Regions from separate parts of the Cyprinus carpio genome. Here region 1 is linked to region 2. A link is a contact called in public Hi-C data. All regions are on one chromosome and are shown on one strand. The core of a region is the stretch at or near the end of the contact, and the rest is flanking DNA. Distances in the headings are between cores, read along the strand shown. Region 1 holds the start of tada3l (transcriptional adapter 3). Region 2 overlaps LOC109096762 (F-box-like/WD repeat-containing protein TBL1XR1).

The links. Hi-C and Micro-C count contacts between places; a contact is called where the count stands out from the background.
Region 1: a contact with region 2 is called in a Hi-C map of skeletal muscle, with 3 times the contacts expected there. The contact joins the promoter of tada3l here to the enhancer-like site in region 2. A contact is called at or near these places in 2 of 8 Hi-C or Micro-C datasets (both in skeletal muscle).

What each region holds. Positions count from the first base shown.
Region 1 is chrA11:10,407,535-10,411,976 of ASM1834038v1, reverse strand. It overlaps tada3l (transcriptional adapter 3), which reads right to left and starts at 3,056. Exons shown (of 9, transcript XM_019078746.2): 1 at 2,926-3,056; 2 at 2,197-2,430; 3 at 1,867-2,117; 4 at 606-711; 5 at 353-485; 6 at 151-254; 7 at 1-52. The coding sequence starts at 2,406. LOC109061643 (actin-related protein 2/3 complex subunit 4-like) reads left to right here and starts at 3,235. Exons shown (of 5, transcript XM_042766185.1): 1 at 3,235-3,362; 2 at 3,573-3,676; 3 at 4,187-4,305; 4 at 4,409-4,442. The coding sequence starts at 3,599.
Region 2 is chrA11:10,221,509-10,225,668 of ASM1834038v1, reverse strand. LOC109096762 (F-box-like/WD repeat-containing protein TBL1XR1) reads left to right here. Exons shown (of 16, transcript XM_042766175.1): 3 at 2,672-2,762; 4 at 3,194-3,339; 5 at 4,107-4,160. The coding sequence starts at 2,705. Among protein-coding and RNA genes, the nearest start is that of LOC109096762, 58 kb to the left of the region's middle. Within about 2 kb of position 2,753, at least 3 of the 8 cell types and tissues checked have an H3K27ac peak or open chromatin away from gene starts, as enhancers often do. A contact at or near this core is called in skeletal muscle, where this site is marked.

The DNA.
Region 1 (4,442 bases), core at 1,807-4,306, 190 kb before region 2:
TCCCTGGAATGTCTGGAATGGGGGAATCCTCCATAGGGGATATGATGTTTTCCTACATAAGTGAAAAAGGATATGAATAAAACATAAGCTGAGCTGACTAAATTTTGCACAATAGAAGTGCTTATGTTAGCAAAATGATGAGTCACTGGCCTCAACGAGTGCTTGCAGAAGCCGCTGAGTAAGAGGGCCAAAAGGACAGCCGTCCTCAGGAGGTTCATGCTGAGACTCTGATTTCTTCAGTAGGGCGTCTACATCTACCCAAACCAGAATAGTGGAGGATAAAAGAAACAGATTTAAGGTAAGACACAACAACAAATGACAATGTTGCAACTGAAATCAAGATTACAATTACCTTTAGCATCCAGTTCAGAAAGAGGACCAATCATGCTTTTTTTCTTGTCATTGGCTCTTGCCCCCTCTCTTTGCTCCTCTAACAGGTCCTCTTGAGCCCAGCGCTGGGAATAGTGCTTTCCGAGAGCTGGGATCTGCAAAGAAAACCAACAGCCATTTACCATGCGTTCCTCTGAATGCAGAATTAATTAAAGGAAAGGAAAGAGAGAGCTGCAGTAATATAGAGCATGAACCGGTTTCTAAATGATCTTTACCTTGTAGTATTCAGCTTCATCTTCAGGGGGTTTGAGCAGCTCTTCCAGAACTCTGATCTCTTCATTTGTAATGTCTGCACAGTAAGGCTCCACCGAAGCCCAGAATCTGTTTTACACACATATATAACCACAAAAAATGCAATTATTGCAATCTTTCAAAAGTTTGGGGTCAGTAATATTTTTAAATGTTTTTGAAAGAACAACACAGCATTTATTTGATCCAAAATTCTGTAAAAATGGTAATGCTATGAAATATTACAATTCTACAGCATTACAAAAACATATTTCTATTTGAATATATTTTAAAATATAATTTATTCCTGTGATGGCAAAGTTGAATATTAGTAGCCATTACTCCAGTCTTTTGTGTCCAATAAACCATTTCTTATTATTTTCAATACTGAAAATAGTGCTTCTTATATTTAATAAAAATATTTTTTAATGTAATATTATTTGATAAAATTCATATTTTTATATTTGTTACTTTTCTTAATATTTTTGTGGAAACCGATATATATTTGTTTAGGATTCTTTGATGAATTGAAAGTTCAAAAGAACAGTGTTTATTTTAAAAAAGAAACCTTTTGTAAATTATTGTATCATAAATGTCTTTATTGTCAATTTTTATTAATTAATTGGTGAATAAAATTACAGGCTTGGATCTGTTTAAATAATATTAAATAAAATAATGACTGAATACTCATAAATATTTTTTTTTATATTTTTGATTATTATTGTTTTTGTGGAAACCATTATACATTTTTTATAATATGTGTGTGTATACTGTGTATATTTATTATGTATATATAAATACACACACATGCATGTATATATTTAAGAAGAATATGTTATGTTTATATATTAAATATATTTATATATAATATAAAATATAAGAATATAAATATATTAAATGTATATACATGTAAATATTTTCTAAATATATAATTTATGTGTGTGTATTTATATATACATAATAAATATACCCTGTACACATACATATATTATGTAAACAAAACTTTTATTTTGGATGTGATTAATCGTGATTAATCATTTGACAGCCCTGGTTTGGATCTGTTTAAATAATATTAAATAAAATAATGACTGAAATGAAAAAGTATAGATATTTAATTTAAACAAATTCATTTAACATCTAGGTAGTATGAAACATAATGGCAAAAATCTGATCTGTATCTTATATCTAGTCTATATTCCTATAAATATACATTATGTATCACAGACAAAACATTCAGTTGCAGCAAACCTGTTGGGAGCATCATTTTTAGGGTTGCGGGGTATATCTTGGGGGTCCACTTCAAATTCAAACTCCTGGACCTTGGTCTGTATGTTCTTAGACTTCGGTCTACCTGGCCCAGGTCCGGGACCATGACTTCCCTTTCCATCAAGCTTCTGTTTTTTGGGCTTGGAATGACGAGAAGAGGCTGCAAGATCTGGATCCTTCCCTAATTTCAGAAACCTTTTGTCCCCTTTTTTGTCCTGCCAGTCTGTAAGTATCTGTATCAGAGAGTAAACATAAATCATTTGAGGTATAGTCAGTAGGTGGCAGAAAGACAAACAGCAAAACACTGCTCACCTGTCTCTGTTCTTCCAGTGCTCTGAGACGTCGACTCGCAGAGGAGAGGAGTGTTTCCAGCTCCAGCTGAAGCGTGTCCAGCTCTTCAATGCCAATGCCGTCATCTTCTGAGCGGCTGAGCACTGCCGTGTAGCGTGGACACACTTTCACATGGTCCACAGGTTTGAAGTCATAGTACTTCAGTGGGGGGCAGTCCTTCAGTTCACTCATCTTCTCATCAACAGGAACCTAAATCTGAAAGAAAAACAAAAAGAGTATAAAAAAGGGTTGTGGGAGGCGTCCAAATGGTTTGATAAATTCTTTACTATTAATGAACAACACAGACTGTAAGTGATTTTGGTCAGGTGGTAAAAGCAAACAGTTACACAGAAAGACAATGCAAGCAAACCCAGAACAGATGTACTGCTGTAGATGTTATTCATAAGGTTTAAATATAAAATGTTAATGTTTTATGCATTGCATCACTGTAATGTATTTACTCTGTTGTGTAATACAGATACGATACCAGTGTGCGATAATAAGAGTACGTTAGCCACTGTAAGCTAACGGCTTCATGCTAATTCAGCTACATGCAGTTCAAACCACAGGGAATAGGTCGAAACATTTGTTCAATAAATATGTATATTACCTGCAATGAAAATATGTATGTCGACAATTAAATAATATGTTAAAATATAAAACAGAATTGAACCCATACAAGGCATTTATTCATAAAATATTATTGTTTACCTCCAATGAAGGAGCGTCCATTACTGAATAAACCATCTCAGCTCGGGGGGTGACAGCTCACCGCTTTAATTTTAAGAACTCGAATGTGTATTACATTTGCTTTAGTTTGGTCAGCGTACGGTTTATTATCATATTCTAACTGATATGTATGTACTATCTGCAAACTCATTTTTCAATATCAGATAAATATCCCCACTTGGCAGTTGACATCCCCCACAAAACACCGCAGCGTACGGAATGGTACATTCCTTTCTGAAACGCGTCCAAACAGTGTAATTAAAGATTATTTCTTTTTAGTGACTCGTGTGCTGTTTAAAGCCACAAAAGAGTTGAGGTTTATTTCAACACAGTGATATTTCTAAATAATCGCCTTTTTGACTACAGTGTATTAGACCCGTCGTGTTGTTTGCCATATAAGGAAGAAAAAGCGAATAATGGTAAGATTGGTGCTGGGCTTCACCGTAACTATAGGAACAGATGTGACATAATAACGGTCGTTTTGTTGTTTATGTTTTTCTCCCGATTTACGCGCTTAAAATAGAAACTCAAGAACTTGTATTTGTATGGAAATGTATTTAATTAAATACCATTCACACGTATACGTTTAAATCATGAGCTTATGATAAACAATAATGCACTTCTAATAGGTATATTACGGGAGTGTGAGAACGCAATGGAGGCGTGTTTTTTCATTTCCAGGCAGGCGTGGCGTGCGGACTTCCGTCTTCCTCCACAGACCTCATATAAAATGGTAAGATATTTACATTTCTTAAAGTTGCTGTGGTTGTTTATTTATTGTAGAGCAAGTAATCAAATGACCCAATAAGCAGCATTCGGATAAACCATTTGCACGCGCTCAGCGCAGTGTTTTTTGGCTCATTTGATCGAGTGATGTTAGTCTGTCTTGATTTATGCTAGGTGGCTAACGTCTGTGATTTTGCAGGCAAAACCTCTTTTTGGCATTTTGAAAACTAACAAATGCGCACCACAGTGCACAGATGAAATATGTAATAAATAACACGTGTTTAATTCACTTAGAACAGCCGGTAGTTGTCAGTAAGTGATGTTCAGGAAGATGATTGACACTTCACCACCTTGATGACTGACACGTACTCAATGGAATGGCCAAGAACAAAACCGCTCTTCCACCCACTGACAATCATGTTCCTGTTTGTTTATGATAACTATAAGACACCTATAAGGTCATTGAAGTTATGGAATGAGGTGTTACTTCATAAAATATGGTCCTTTTTGTATGTAGACGGCAACATTGCGACCCTACCTGAACGCGGTGCGCGCCACTCTGCAAGCAGCGCTGTGTCTGGAGAACTTCTCCTCTCAGGTGGTGGAGAGACACAACAAGCCTGAGGTGGAGGTTAGGTGAGGAAATCATTCATACACCCCACGCCCTTCTTATGTGTTAAATATGATGTGTGTGTTTGTATGTATGTGTATTTGTGTGTGTGTGTGTTTTACAATTCAGGAGTAGCAAAGAGCTTCTGTTGCAGCCTGTGGTC
Region 2 (4,160 bases), core at 1,504-4,003:
ACCAAGCTGTTTATTTCTCGGTGATATTGCTTGGAAAGCAGGTCAAACATAATCCCCACAATTCATGGTACTCTTGAGACAGATTTTTAATGCTTAGGCTTTTGGGATATTTTCTTTTGTGCTTAATTGGTGGAAGAGGAACACTGACTGTGAAGAGCGTCTTGAGGAATTTGTGTCCAACGGTCAGTATTACACAAGAACACAAGCTCTCCAAGCTTCTCATTGTTCACTGAGGCCCTCAGAGGACTGAGAGGATCAAGTTCACTGTTGTCATGGGAGTCGTGTGAAAAGCCCAGAGTACCAATGCCAAACACACACACACAAAAGTTCAGCCTTATCTGTATAGTTAAGTGGATACTTTTAAGTGCTAAAATACTTTCTCCTCCCAGTTCAATGAGACTACTGTAAGTCAGACAGCTGCATGTTGACTTACAAAAGAGTGTAAACACTGTGGCTTTGTGGTGCTTTCAAAATATTGCTCTGTTTGCATCATCAGCATGACATGCTGGGTCTTTTAAAATATCAGAACATTTGACAAAGTTAGTTCAGGCTGTAAAATGTCGTGTGGTCTACGTGGTTTAATAATTCACGATATTTGTAAAAAAAAAAATACGTATCTTGGAAAAAAATGTAAATCTTTTGCTTGATTTGTAAAAAAAAAAATACGTATCTTGGAAAAAAATGTTTGTTTTTTGTTTAATTTTAAGTAGTATAAAAGTTTTTTATAACAGAATCGTTAAATGAGAATAACAAGTTAAAGTAGAACTCAAAGAGTACCTTTTTTTTGTTACTTTTATTTGAATGTTTAATTGCTTTAAATCAGCAGGAAAAATAATCATCTCTGTTTCTGATTCCTTCTGCTCCTTCTAAAAAAAAAAATACGTATCTTGGAAAAAAATGTAAATCTTTTGCTTGATGAATGAAATTATTGCTATAAAGTGGCCTGTTATCATTCTGTAACTTGTATGACTTCCCTTTCAGCCTGGAATAACACCGTACAAACTCCCTCACCCCGACTGCGTGCACTCCACTGTTACGCAACCCATGCCGCCTTTGATTATACAATGAAGATTACGCTACACACTAAGCATCCGCCAGCGCACCAAAATGTCGTCCAAGGCAGAGAACGTATCGTGATATTTGCATTCCTGAGGGCAATTTACGAGGCGCAGATGGCTATATATCTCACGGAGGTCCCTGTTTGCTGTGACCCATTTCAATAAAAGCTCTTTCTGTGTCACGTCTACGAGGGAATTTCCCCACCCGTGGCTTCTTTACTTGAACTAATGTTGCCGACTGTAAATGCCTGGAGTTCCCTGTTCTGTTTTACAGGCTAGGTGGTCCTGAAGAGCACGGGTGATTTATTGGAAGGTAGCGGTCCTCCTCAGTATCGACTCGGCCGCTCGATAATATAGATGAGCACTCTGCACTGTTGCAGGGATTTAATTTGGCTATGCTGTGAGATAAACCGCATTGATCCGGTGGCACCGTTTCTACTTGATTTGATTGGACAGTATCTCTGTTATCTGATTGGCCTTGACACACTGCCTTTTGATGATGTTCCCATTTGCATACTTTTGCATATTTTATGAAGGGAACGCAAGACAGGCGACTCTTATGTTTGAGAAGTTCAGCCTACTAATTAAGCATTCATTAGCAGGCTAAATGTTACTCAAAAACAAGCCGTAGTTTGTTAAGAAGGGAGCAGGTAGGTGTTACATCACACGACGGCACCATCTAGAAACAGAATGAAACCCCATAGCTCAAAAACCGTTCTCGAGCAAGAACCTAAGGAGGAGACAAAAGCCATCCATCTCACTAACAAACCACATCCTATGACCGTAAACGCCCAGTGACGGGGAAACACTTTCCACTTCACTTCTCTGTCTAATGAAGAGGATGTGATCTGGAATGGTGGACACCGGGGTCATGAGGAAATGGGTCACTTTTCAGAATTAGCCCCACTTGTGGTTATGCAGTATTTCAATGTGGAACTGAAAAAGTTTGTGCTCCCTGATGCTCTTTTCTGGAGGAAGTCCAAAGTTGAGTGCATGTCTTGAAATTGTGGCTTAATATAGAGCAAGCATGAGATATTATTTGAATAAACCATCCTAAAATGTATATGGATGTGTTTGTTGTCTGCTTAAAATCAAAATTTAACTTTAGAGAGTGTCAAATCTGGGTCATATTTAATTTCATGTAAATGTTCTTGTGCTAAAAAAAAAAAAATCTTTAGGTGTAAACTGACATTTTGGCAGCTCTGTAAAGCCAAAGTCACGATGAATCCAGCTGTCAAACTCAAGTAAACAGAAGTGCTTTGTAGTAGCCCTCACGTAAACATTTTCAGTGGGAGATGCTTTTACTGCTCTGCAGTGTTGGGGCAACAGCGCCCCCAAAATGTAATGTCCACTTTTGGCACTGCAACTTGTTATTCAGCCATGCAGGGCTGTGAAGCCCTTGGTAACTTCTGGCAGCATAGTACACACTCAGGTTCCTGCTGACAAAGAGAGCTTTTACCCCCTTATTGCACTGTAAAAGAGGCTTTTTATACACACTCTGAGTGGAAGGCAGAGAGCCTGGCAATATCAATGTCTATTCTGTTGCCGTTTTTAGTGTACATTCTGTGAGCATGCTTTCTGATATTGTTTTTGTCCTTTCTTTCTCATACTAGTGTGCTGACCTCATGGTGTAAGCAGATGTGAAGATGAGTATTAGCAGCGATGAGGTCAATTTCCTGGTGTATAGATACCTGCAGGAGTCGGGTAGGTGCTGCTTTTAAACGAAACAGACCTAATCAACACTCCAAAATTGTATCCAGATCAACTGTTACACAGCTTTTGTGTAACCAATCATGGTTAATAATGACTGGTTTTGCTCCATAAATGACCAAAAAATCTTAACATATAATGAAAACTGTCTACATGTCTTGATGCAATTACTATTTAGACTATTACTTTCACTCTCTATTGGAGATCACTCACAGATATGTAAATGTATCTGTCAGTTATATCTCCTTAATTTGAGTTTTGGGATATAATGTGTTATCAGCGTTGATTACAGTAAAACACTGTGACTGTTCACAGGGTGTTATTTAAATGAACACACACACACACGATACTCTCGTAGCCGTGAGCTGAAGAGAAAGTTGATCCAGCTAGTGTCACACTAAAGTGTTTATCATTCCCTCTGGCAGGGTTTTCCCACTCAGCCTTCACATTCGGCATTGAGAGCCACATCAGTCAGTCGAACATCAACGGCGCCCTAGTGCCCCCTGCTGCCCTGATCTCCATCATCCAGAAGGGCCTGCAGTATGTGGAGGCTGAAGTCAGCATCAATGAGGTGAGAGCACAGCTTTATTTACAAAAAAAGCAATCAAGGCACCTACATTTATCTGCATCAAGGATATTTAATACTTACTATAAGATTATTTTTAGATGAGTCTTAATTAGGGGAATCTCAGAAAACATGATATATTTTAATATATATATGATACTAAATATTACTATTAAATGATATTTCTCTCTATATATATTTATTTATTAATATGTAATGTACAAAAAAATTAATTATATATATATATATAAATTGTCATTTAAATTTTAGTTAGTTTTGGTAATTTTTTGTTTTATATATTTGTGCCACATATAAAAATAGAAATAGTAAAGATACTAGTATAGTTATTGTAATTATATTTCATAACATGTTATAGTAATATTGCAAATTAGTTTTTATTTCTATATATTCAATTTTTAATTTTAAAGTTAGTAATTTTGTTGTGCTTTGTCATTTTAATATTTACATTTTTATTGTTATTACTATTATTATATAAATATATAATAAACTAAATATTTTACATTTGAATTTTTGTAATTGTTTTTTGCTTAATTTAGTATTTTCTTTATGATATTAATGACAAAATGTTTTAAAAATAGGCTTTATAATCATAATGCAAAAATATAATTTCTTGTTTTATTCTTTTGATTGTGAGGGGAAATGCATCCTGGAGATGTTTTCATGAGATTAACCCAGATAATATTTGTTATGATGCAAAAATCCTGTTAATGTCAAATTGAGTGCATGATTGACATGTTGACTCCTGTCCACAGGACGGCACGCTGTTCGATGGGCGACCAATTGAGTCTTTGTCATTGATTGATGCG